2 separate regions of the Mus musculus genome follow, and region 2 is linked to region 1. The links are chromatin contacts, called in public HiChIP or PLAC-seq maps. All regions are on one chromosome and are shown on one strand. Each heading gives the region's core, a stretch centred on a gene start, on an enhancer-like site or on the middle of the called end of the contact. The rest is flanking DNA. Distances are from core to core; before and after follow the strand shown.

Region 1 (4,775 bases), core at 817-3,316:
GGAGAGGGAGAGAGAGAGAGAGAGAGAGAGAGAGAGAGAGAGAGAGAGAGAGAGAGAGAGAGAGAGAGAGAGCGCAAGCTCATTCCCACTTTATAGGAGAACATACTTTCAGAGCCGAAGGGCTGGAACCTGGGAAGAACACCCCAGAAAAAGGTAGCCTCATGCCCAGCCTGTTTACTCCAGAAGGGAGGCAAGGAGAGCAACCAACCTCCCATTCACAGCAAACTGAGTCACTGCTGGGCAAATCCAAGGACATATTAAGGTGCTTTGTTTTGTTTCTGACATGTATGTTAACAGTATATTTGGATTGCAAGGTAGATTTTTTTTTAATCTTTTATCAGTTGCATGCCATCTTCAGTGTGCAAGATGCTCTCAATACTCTGCAGCCTAGATAGAGCGGACCCAGTTGATGCCCAGTGAACACGCAGCTATAAAAAGGACGGAGCTGTGGCAGCTGTGCCACAAGCATACAGAAAGCCACAGGTGCCCACCACACTTGGTCTGATTTGCAGCTCAAGAATGGCTTTTCCCAACAGCCACATGGCTCACACTGAGCATATATTTCAGCATAGAGTAGCTTATTTTTAACTAATAAATACCCTGCCCAATTAGAATTCTACGTACGATTGTATATCTAAAAGTTTTACAGAACAAAGTTTGACAACCACTGAATGGAACCAACTCTAAAAAGCAGTAATTTATTTCAATGGAATAAAAACCAACCTTAAGTTCGCCCAACCATTTAGTTTCAGAAAGATGCAGAAGTTGTACCTGGCCCCACAGAGACTTGATGTGCCAGGGTGGGGAGAAACGGGGGGGGGGGGGGCACCCACTCAGAGAAGAAGGGGAGGGAAGACTGGAGGAAGGGATGTGGGAGGGGGGCAGTGAGTGGGATGTAAAATGAGTGAGTAAAAAATTATATACATATATATATATATATATATATATTTCCTTTAATTCTTACTTTTTTATATATTATTATTCAAAAGGGAAATTTTCCTAAGAAAAACAGGGCTAGAGATACAGCTCAGTGGGACAGTGACTGTCTAGCAGGAGACCCCCATATTCCATCACCAACACCATAAATAAACACATAAACAAGAGTGTAATTACTCCTCTGGGTGAACATTAAAGGTTGTTTCCAATGGTGGTGAGAGGCTACAAACCAGAAACAGGGAGCATGCGTTTGATCCTGATCTTGAGGCATAGTGGCCATGAAGAGCTTAGGCCCAGGCAAGGTAGCACAGGTCTTTAATCTCCAGAGACAAGCAGATTTCTGAGTTCAAGGCCAACATGGGACATAGCAAATTCTAAGTGAAGAAAAACTTAAAGTCCAAGTACATACCTTTAATCCCAACCTTCTGGAGACATAGCCATGCAGATCTCTTGAGTTCAAGGTCAATCTACAGAATAAGTTCCAGGACAGTCAAGCTTAAGCAGTGAGGGATTTGGAAAACAGAAGGCTGGTAGAATGAGGAGGGGGGTGTCCCAGCCCAGCAAGCAGCAGAACTTGACAGCTTCAGTCAAATGGCTCTCGTTTTAGAGTCAAGAATAGAAAGGGCCACCTACTGAAATTCTCCACTGGAAACCTCTTGGGTCAGGTCTGTACAGTTCAAATCAAGCAGCAACAAAGCCTTCCATATTTCTACTAGGATGGATAATTAAGCTCCTACTTAAAGCCTTTCACTGTTTTCCAAACCCAAAGTCTCAAAATCCACATACCTCCAAATAAAAACATGGTCAACCCTATCACAGCAATACCCCAGTCCCTGGTACCAACTTCTTAGTTAGGGTTTTACTGCTGTGAGCAGACACCATGGCCAAGGCAACTCTTACATTTAATTGGGGCTGGCTTACAGGTTCAGAGGTTCAATCCATTATCACCAAGATGGGAGCATAGCAGTGTTCAGGCAGTATGGTGTGTGACGAACTGAGAGTTCTACATCTTCATCTGAAAGCCACTAGAAGACTGGCTCCCACATAGTTAGGAGGAGGGTCTCATTGCTCAACCCCACTGTGACACACTTCCTCCAACAGGACCACACCCACTTCAACAAGGCCATACCTACTAATAGTGCCACTCCTGAGCCAACCCTATTGTGATGGTTTGTATAAAGGTATGGCCCTGTTGTAGTAGGTGTAGCCTTGTTGGATGGAGTAGGTGTGTCATTGTGAGTGTGGGCTTTAAGACCCTCATCCTAGCTGCCTGGAAGCCAGTATTCTGCTAACAGCCTTCAGATGAAGATATAGAACTCTCATCTCTGTCTGTACCATGCCTGCCTGAATGTAGCCATGTTCCTGCCTTGATAATGAACCTGTAAGTCAGCCCCAATTAAATGTTGTCCTTATAAGAGTTGCCTTGGTCATGGTGTCCGTTCACAGCAGTAAAACCCTAGCTAAGACTCATATTCAAAGTGCAACCTTTTTCTAGAAATTTCCTCCACGTTATTCCCCAATTGCCATTGGGGCTTCACTTTCATTGGCCCTTCCTGGATCCTCAGGGGAGGAAGTGGGAGGCAGGAACAGCCTGGGGTGATGGAGGCCTCAGGCAATGGGCAGCACAGTAAGAAACAAACTCCAGATGAGGCAGGCTTCATTGAGCAGCTCATTTAATTGAAAACAAAGGAAAACAAAGGCTATTTAAACATCTGAGGAGTGGGTGGAGACTTTTGAAGTGAGTGTAAGTCTTTGACTGGGGCTAAGGTACTGGGAATGCTTTATTGCATGATGGGGAATTCCAGGTGCTTGCTGGACATGACCATATAAGGAGAAGAGAAGTTTAACCTGGCTTCAACTATGTGACCTCTTAGGTGGGGACTAAGGTTGGGGATGGGGATGGGGGTTGGGGGGTACAGGACTTGCAGGTCCTGGCAGGGGAGGGAGTGGTCCTCACTCCCACTACTCTAGAGATATTTCCAGGGTTAGACAGACTCTACCCCACTGCTGCTCCAGTCTGGTTCCTCCTGGTTCCTTGATACCCTGGCCTCACACTCAATGTGATTTGGAGGGATACTGGCCCAAAGCAAGGGTGTCTGAGCTCCAGATTGTGACTCTCCAGCCACATACACCCCCATTCCAGACAAATCCCCTCCCAGTTCTCAGCTTGCCCTCACTTGTCAATTCCTTTTGTTATTTTTTTTTAAAGATTTATTTATTACATGTAAGTACACTGTACTGTCTTCAGACACCCCAGAAGAGGGCATCAGGTCTCATTACAGATGGTTGTGAGCCACCATATGGTTGCTGGGATTTGAACTCAGGACCTTCGGAAGTGCTCTTAACCACTGAGCCATCTCTCCAGCCCCCCTTTTGATATTATTTAAAAGATTTATTTATATATTATACGTATATGAATGCTCGATTTGTATTTAAGCCCACATGATAGAAGAGGGCATCAGTTCCCATTATAGATAGTTGTGAGCCATATATAATGCTGGGAATTGAACTCAGGACCTCTGGAAAGAGGAGCTCTTAACCACTGAGCCAGCTCTCCAGCCTCCTTGGTAATTTTTTTTTTTAATGTCTAGAAGGCTTTATTTTCTACAAACACCTAGACAGTCTCAGGCACTTAGGAGTCTGACAGCCATATTTCTACATGGTATGATTTGAGGGGACACAAAGTGATCTTTAACATTTATATTCACCTGTTGACTTCTCTTGTTAATTTATTACTATTATTACTTTAAAATCATTTGACTCATATTGACTTAAGGGCAAGGGGTTCTGGGTATTAATACTAAGATTGGCTGCTACTGTTCACTAGAGACCACACTTTATAAGACACCTCGATGTATTTGAATCTCAGGTGAATGACGCCCTTTTTTTTTTTTTTTTTTTTTTTTTAGCACATCTATGTCTCATGTATTGTACACATAGCTTCACTGTTCAGAAAAGACCAGGCGGCTCCCGGCGGCATGGGCATGGAGGTTGTATTTTCAGATTCACTGTTTCTGCCGTCTTTTTACCTGTAATAACCTGGCTTAGATGGGCTGTAGTTTATCACAGCATTCTTCAAGGTGTGGCTGTTACTCCCCAAATAAAAGACGTTTGAAGCTGGGAACAGTCTGCTGGGTAATTAATGCTAAATAACTGGACTCCTGCAGAGCATAATATAGAGACTTGAAACTAGCTCTGACTGGCAGAATCCTCTGGGCAAGCCCTTAATGATTTCACAGTTGAGTGAAGAGCACATGGAGGTAGATGGACAGGCATTAAATGCCTGCAAACATGCATCTGTGGCCTGAAGCAAAGTTTGTCCTGTTGTTGTCTCTGTTCTAGTCCAAGTGGTCTGAACGCATCTCTCAACTAGTTGACATGTTCTTAATAGGAACCCCAGACGTTGCCTCACTTGGGGCTGATTTTTCTGCTCTTGCGATGTAATATCTAAAACCTTTCTTAAAAACTTTAATTTTTTTTTAAAAAAAGTCTAAAATGTTATTTTTGATTGACAACTTGTTTGGATTAAGTAACGCCCAGGGTATTAATAAGGAACACCTCTGAGCATGTCTGTGAGGGCATCTCCAGAAGGACCCACTGTGAGGGTGAAGAACCACCCTTGAATGTAGGTGGCACCGTCCAATTGACTAGATCTCCAAATTAATACAAAGAGAGATAGGAAACAAATGAGTGCTGGAATCCTCACGTCTCTGCTCCCCATTCCCTGAGTGGTTCCTGGACCCCATACACGGTTGTCATGAACTGTTGTGGGTATAGGGGTCTTTGTACTCACAGAGAAGCACTCAGAGTGCCATGAATGTTAATCATGAGGGGGTGTC
Region 2 (4,775 bases), core at 1,042-3,541, 68 kb before region 1:
TTCCCATCATGTAGAAAGACACTCCCAGCCATCACATTTTCCAGAGGGGTGCTATGGAATCGAGACAAAGTTAGAAAAGCTGCTTAAAAAATAATTTGATAATCCTATAAGGCATAGACTGGTCCTAAAAGGAACCACACAGCTGCAAATGCCAATGGCACTGAACTTGAACACACAGAGGTTGTCACTTCTAGAACAGTCTAAAACAGTTCATACCCTTTGGTATCTGCCCAGAGACACAAATTAAGACTTTAGGGGTTTTAAAATATTTAAGACCTAAAATACAGAAAGATGAGCCCAGTTCAGATGTCTGAGCCCACTACTGAGCCCAGGACTAAGGCATCTTCTACCTAGCTCTCCAACGCTTCTCCCAAAGACCCTTCCTATGCCCTACACTAGACCTTCTAAGTGGTGTATGTAGTAAAAATAAATCAGCTTTAACCTGTTTCCTCTGGAGGTAAAGGCCCCCATATGTGCCACCAAGATACACTACCAGCCCACCCTCTGGAGTCCCTTCCTGACAGCTGGGGACAGAACCCAGCTCTTTTTTTTTTCCAATTTTTTATTAGGTATTTTCTTCATTTACATTTTAAATGCTATCCCGAAAGTCCCCCATACCTTCCCCCCCCCCCCCCCACTTACACTTCTTGGCCCTGGTGTTCCCCTGTACTTGGGGCATATAAAGTTTGCAAGACCAAGGGGCCTCTCTTCCCAATGATTGGCCGACTAGGCCATCTTCTGATACATAGGCAGCTAGAGACATCAGCTCTGGGGGTACTGGTTAGTTCATATTGTTGTTCCAACTATAGGGTTGCAGATCCCTTTAGTTCCTTGGGTACTTTCTCTAGCTCCTCCATTGGGGGCCCTCTGTTCCATCCAATAGCTGACTGTGAGCATCCACTGCTGTGTTTGCCAGGCACTGGCATAGCCTCACAAGAGACAGCTATATCAGGGTCCTTTCAGCAAAATCTTGCTGACGTGTGCAATGCAGAACCCAGCTCTTAATGTCAAAGATACTAACCCTCAGACCAGACTCCTGAATCAGTTAAAACTCAATCTCAAGATTAGCCCTTCCACTATCAAACTCTCAGGTCAGCACACCCACACGGTGACTCAGGAGCCTTAGTTAACCTCCACTGTGACTGACAAGATAATCCTTCTCCATTGTGAAGATTGAAAGGACTCTAGCCAGCCTGACAAACAGGGCTCTGGCACGCCTTGCCCTTCTCTCTCACTCCCTCTCACTTGCTAAAAACCATATTAGATAACACTCCTAAAGCTAGTCCAAAAAAAAAAAAAAAAAAAAAAAAAGGTCTAATCCTTTATTTGGTCTCCTTGGTCACTTCTTCCTCCTGAGACTGACTACCAAGGCCCAGCTATCAGAGTATTAAAAGTCCAGTAATCAATCAAAAGCCCCCCTTTGGTTGCCCTAATGAACATGCCCAATTAAAATAAATACCTCATCCTAACTCCAGGGTTCCCCAATTACCTTTATAAACAACCAGTTTCCTATATACCATATCTGGCTCATCTCTATCTGGATATAGTCCTTTGTGCCCCAGCCCCCAGTTCAAATATCCCTTCCCCCTCTTCCTTGTTCCTTTCCCCTCCTCTCATCCTCTATCTTTGTCTTTGTTTCTTATTCCCTGCACTTTGTCCCTTGAGGCAAAATCCCTTTTGTGCTGAGATTTTAGTCTTGGGATGTCTTGTGATGATACCAGTCCTTCAAAGGTAAATACTAAATATCAGGTTCCCACCCCTCTGTGGGAGGAAACACCTCTTCTCCTCTATCTTGACTGTTTTGCAAATTCCTCAACCCAATGTGCCACAGATAGAACTATACTGTGATACTGTGAACCCAGTCAAAAATCTGACTCAAGTCCAAAGGCCTTAGTAGGAACAGGCTTCTTACTGCTTCTAGCTAGCTTGGCATAGCATCAAACTACTTTCTAAATAGCGAAGCTTATACCTACAAAAGCCTTAGACAGAGAACTTCTTTGCAGCGAACAGGGGCACACACAGAGATTCCTGGCTGCACATGAAACCAAGCCTGACAGTTGGCTTAGCCCTAAGCAAGACAAGTCAACCCCTTTCAGGCTCAGAAAATTTCACAGAAGACGACACAAAGAATGTAAGGCCTAGAAGATAAGGAAGGAGCTGTGAGGACTAAGGCATCTTCCACCCCGCTCTTCAAAGCTTCCCCTAAAACCCTTCCTATGCTCTACACTAGGCTTTCTAAGTGGTGCACATAGTAAAAATAAACCAGCTTCACCCCGTTTCCTTCCAAGCACGACACGACCGTGGCAATCATGACTCAGCAACTGCCCCTCCTGACACCGGGCTGACTTGAAACTGGCTTAGCCCGTTTTGTTGTGGGAGTGGCTGGGGTGTACAGGATTCTACCAATTATTCTCAAACTGTTTGGGAACTAACAGATTCTGGTAAAGGGCATAGGTACAATATTCACTTTGTAACCAGTCATAAGTGAGCCCACCGGGCTCCAGTGGGTAATTCCAAACCCGTGGTCATCACATTGATGGCACAGAATATACTCAGCAGGACAGCAGTAATCTAGGATGGGTTTATAAGGAAGTAGGGCTGGAGAGAGAGAAGAAATGAGAGTGGAAGAATAATAAGAATGCATTATATCCACGGTGATTATCAAAACAATTTTATAAAAATACAATGTATTTTTAAGATTCATGTATGTATTTTATGTATACAAGTGCTCTATATGCATGATAGAAGGAGGCATCAGACAGAAGAGGCCATCAGATCCCTTTATAGAGGGTTGTGAGCCACCATGTGGTTGCTAGGAATTGAACTCAGGTCCTCTGGAAGAGCAGTCAGTGCTCTTAACTGCTGAGCCACCTCTCTGGCCCCCAAAATAAAATGTCTTAAACATGAAAGCAGAAGGGGCTTTGTGGAAGAGGAAGGGTGGAATAAGGGGCAATGAGTGAGTTAGATAGAACATTGCAGGTCTCTCACATGTGAATCTACACTTAAGAAAGAAAGAAGGGCCTGATCGGGCAAAGGGGAAACAGCAGGGAGTGTTGGAGGAGCACCAATGTGAGCAAAGGATAGTGGTGTGCATGCGAATACCATGCAAAGTGATGGGTTTCCATGTGACAACTGAAAGATCCTACAGCAGTGACCCACACAGGGAAAACATTTGCTCCAGGCCTGAAGCTGTCCTGGTTTCCTTTCCTTCCAGTTGATTGCACCCCTGGCCAATGTGTCCACTGCCACCAGCTGTGGCTGTGCAGTCAGACATGAGACTCTGGAAATTCAGAGATCTTGGAGTATCAGCACAGCAGCTGAAAACCCTTGACATAGAACTAGGAGCCTCAGGCCTCGGAAGCACCTAGAACCTGTTCCGTGTCTCACCTCTGCACTCTTTTCTAGCCTTTTGGGCTCACAGTCATGTCACTTTCATGAGCTTCCACTGCACTGGGAAGCACTGATAGAGCTGAAGATGTAAAGCAGTTGAGCTAATTTGTGGGGTTTCTTGTGAACGCAGGGAGACAGCTGAGGTAATGATACTCAGATGGACTTTCTGGGACAGTAAGCCAAAACAACCCCTTTCCTCCTGAGCTGTGTTTGGCCATGGTGTTTTATCACAGCAACAGAAAAGCAATGCAGTCGTGAAGACACTCTTCGAGATGAGGCCCATATTGAGATCTAGCATAAGAATAGTAGGGCCAAGCCTGAGCTATGTGTACCCTAGAAACGCTACATTCAAAGAGGTAAGTTAGTGGCTCAAGTCACCTGGGCTGGTGCCATCTCATTCAGAAGCTCTAGAATGTGTCCTCGCAGCGCTACTTAAAAAACGTGCTGGGCCATCAACATTCAATCAGCAGACTTGTATCCAAGAGGAAGGAGCCTCAATTGAGAAAATGCCTCCGTAAAATGGGTTGTAGACAAAGCCTATAAGACACTTTTAAAAATTGGTAATGGAGGGCCCAGCTAACTGTGGGTGGTGCCAGCCCTGGACGGGTGGTCCTGGGTTCTACAAAAAATCAGCCTGAGGAAGCCATGGAGAACAGACCAGTAAGCAGCATCCCTCCACAGCCTCTGCATCAGCTCCTGCCTCCAGGTTCCTGCCCTGTTTGAGTTCCCGTCCTCACTTCCTTCGATGATGAATAGTGATGTGGACCTGTAAGCTGAATCAAAGCCTTTTCTCCCTGTGGTGGTTTGAATAGGTTCGTCCTCTCATAGAATCATGTGTTTGAATGCTTGGCCCACAGGGAGTGGCACTATTATGAGGAATGGCCTTGTTAGAGGGAGTGTGTCACTGTGGAAGTGGGCTTTGAGGATCCCTATGCTCAAGCGATGCCCTGTGTAGAAGACAGTCCCTATTCTGCTGCCTTCAGATCAAGATGGAGAACTCTTGGTTCTTCCAGTGCCATGTGTGTCTGCCTGCTGCCATGCTTCCTGCCATGATGACAATGGACTGAACCTCTGAAACTGTAAGCCAGCTCCAATTAAATGTTTTTCCTTTATAAGAGTTGCCTTGGCCATAGTGGCTCTTCACAGAAATAAAACCCAACTAAGTTGTTTTGGACATGATGTTTCATCACAGCAACAGGAACCCTAAGACGCCAGAAAAGGAACAAACACTGGTCCTGTCTCATACATGAATTGGCTCAACACAAAATCATATTGTAAATGGTTGTGCTACCATGTTTCTTTGGAGATATCCTCAAAACAAGTCATGAAAATTCCAAGTGGGCACAGGATGAGTCAATGCATTTGTAGGAAGGCAGAAGAAGCTC

Evidence for each region. HiChIP or PLAC-seq counts read pairs in DNA pulled down with a chosen protein or histone mark.
Region 2: a contact with region 1 is called in an H3K27ac HiChIP or PLAC-seq map of embryonic stem cells, with 5 read pairs. The contact joins two enhancer-like sites. A contact is called at or near these places in 2 of 484 Hi-C or Micro-C datasets (the F1.1 cell line and myocytes), 2 of 115 datasets of contacts at active chromatin or transcription factors (embryonic stem cells and microglia) and 3 of 9 other capture datasets (embryonic stem cells, liver and pancreatic islet).

What each region holds. Positions count from the first base shown.
Region 1 is chr5:38,518,857-38,523,631 of GRCm38.p6, reverse strand. No RefSeq gene overlaps it. Among named protein-coding and RNA genes, the nearest start is that of Gm22249, 25 kb to the left of the region's middle. Within about 2 kb of position 2,066, at least 5 of the 459 cell types and tissues checked have an H3K27ac peak or open chromatin away from gene starts, as enhancers often do. A contact at or near this core is called in embryonic stem cells, where this site is marked.
Region 2 is chr5:38,586,652-38,591,426 of GRCm38.p6, reverse strand. No RefSeq gene overlaps it. Among named protein-coding and RNA genes, the nearest start is that of Wdr1, 27 kb to the right of the region's middle. Within about 2 kb of position 2,291, at least 44 of the 459 cell types and tissues checked have an H3K27ac peak or open chromatin away from gene starts, as enhancers often do. A contact at or near this core is called in embryonic stem cells, where this site is marked.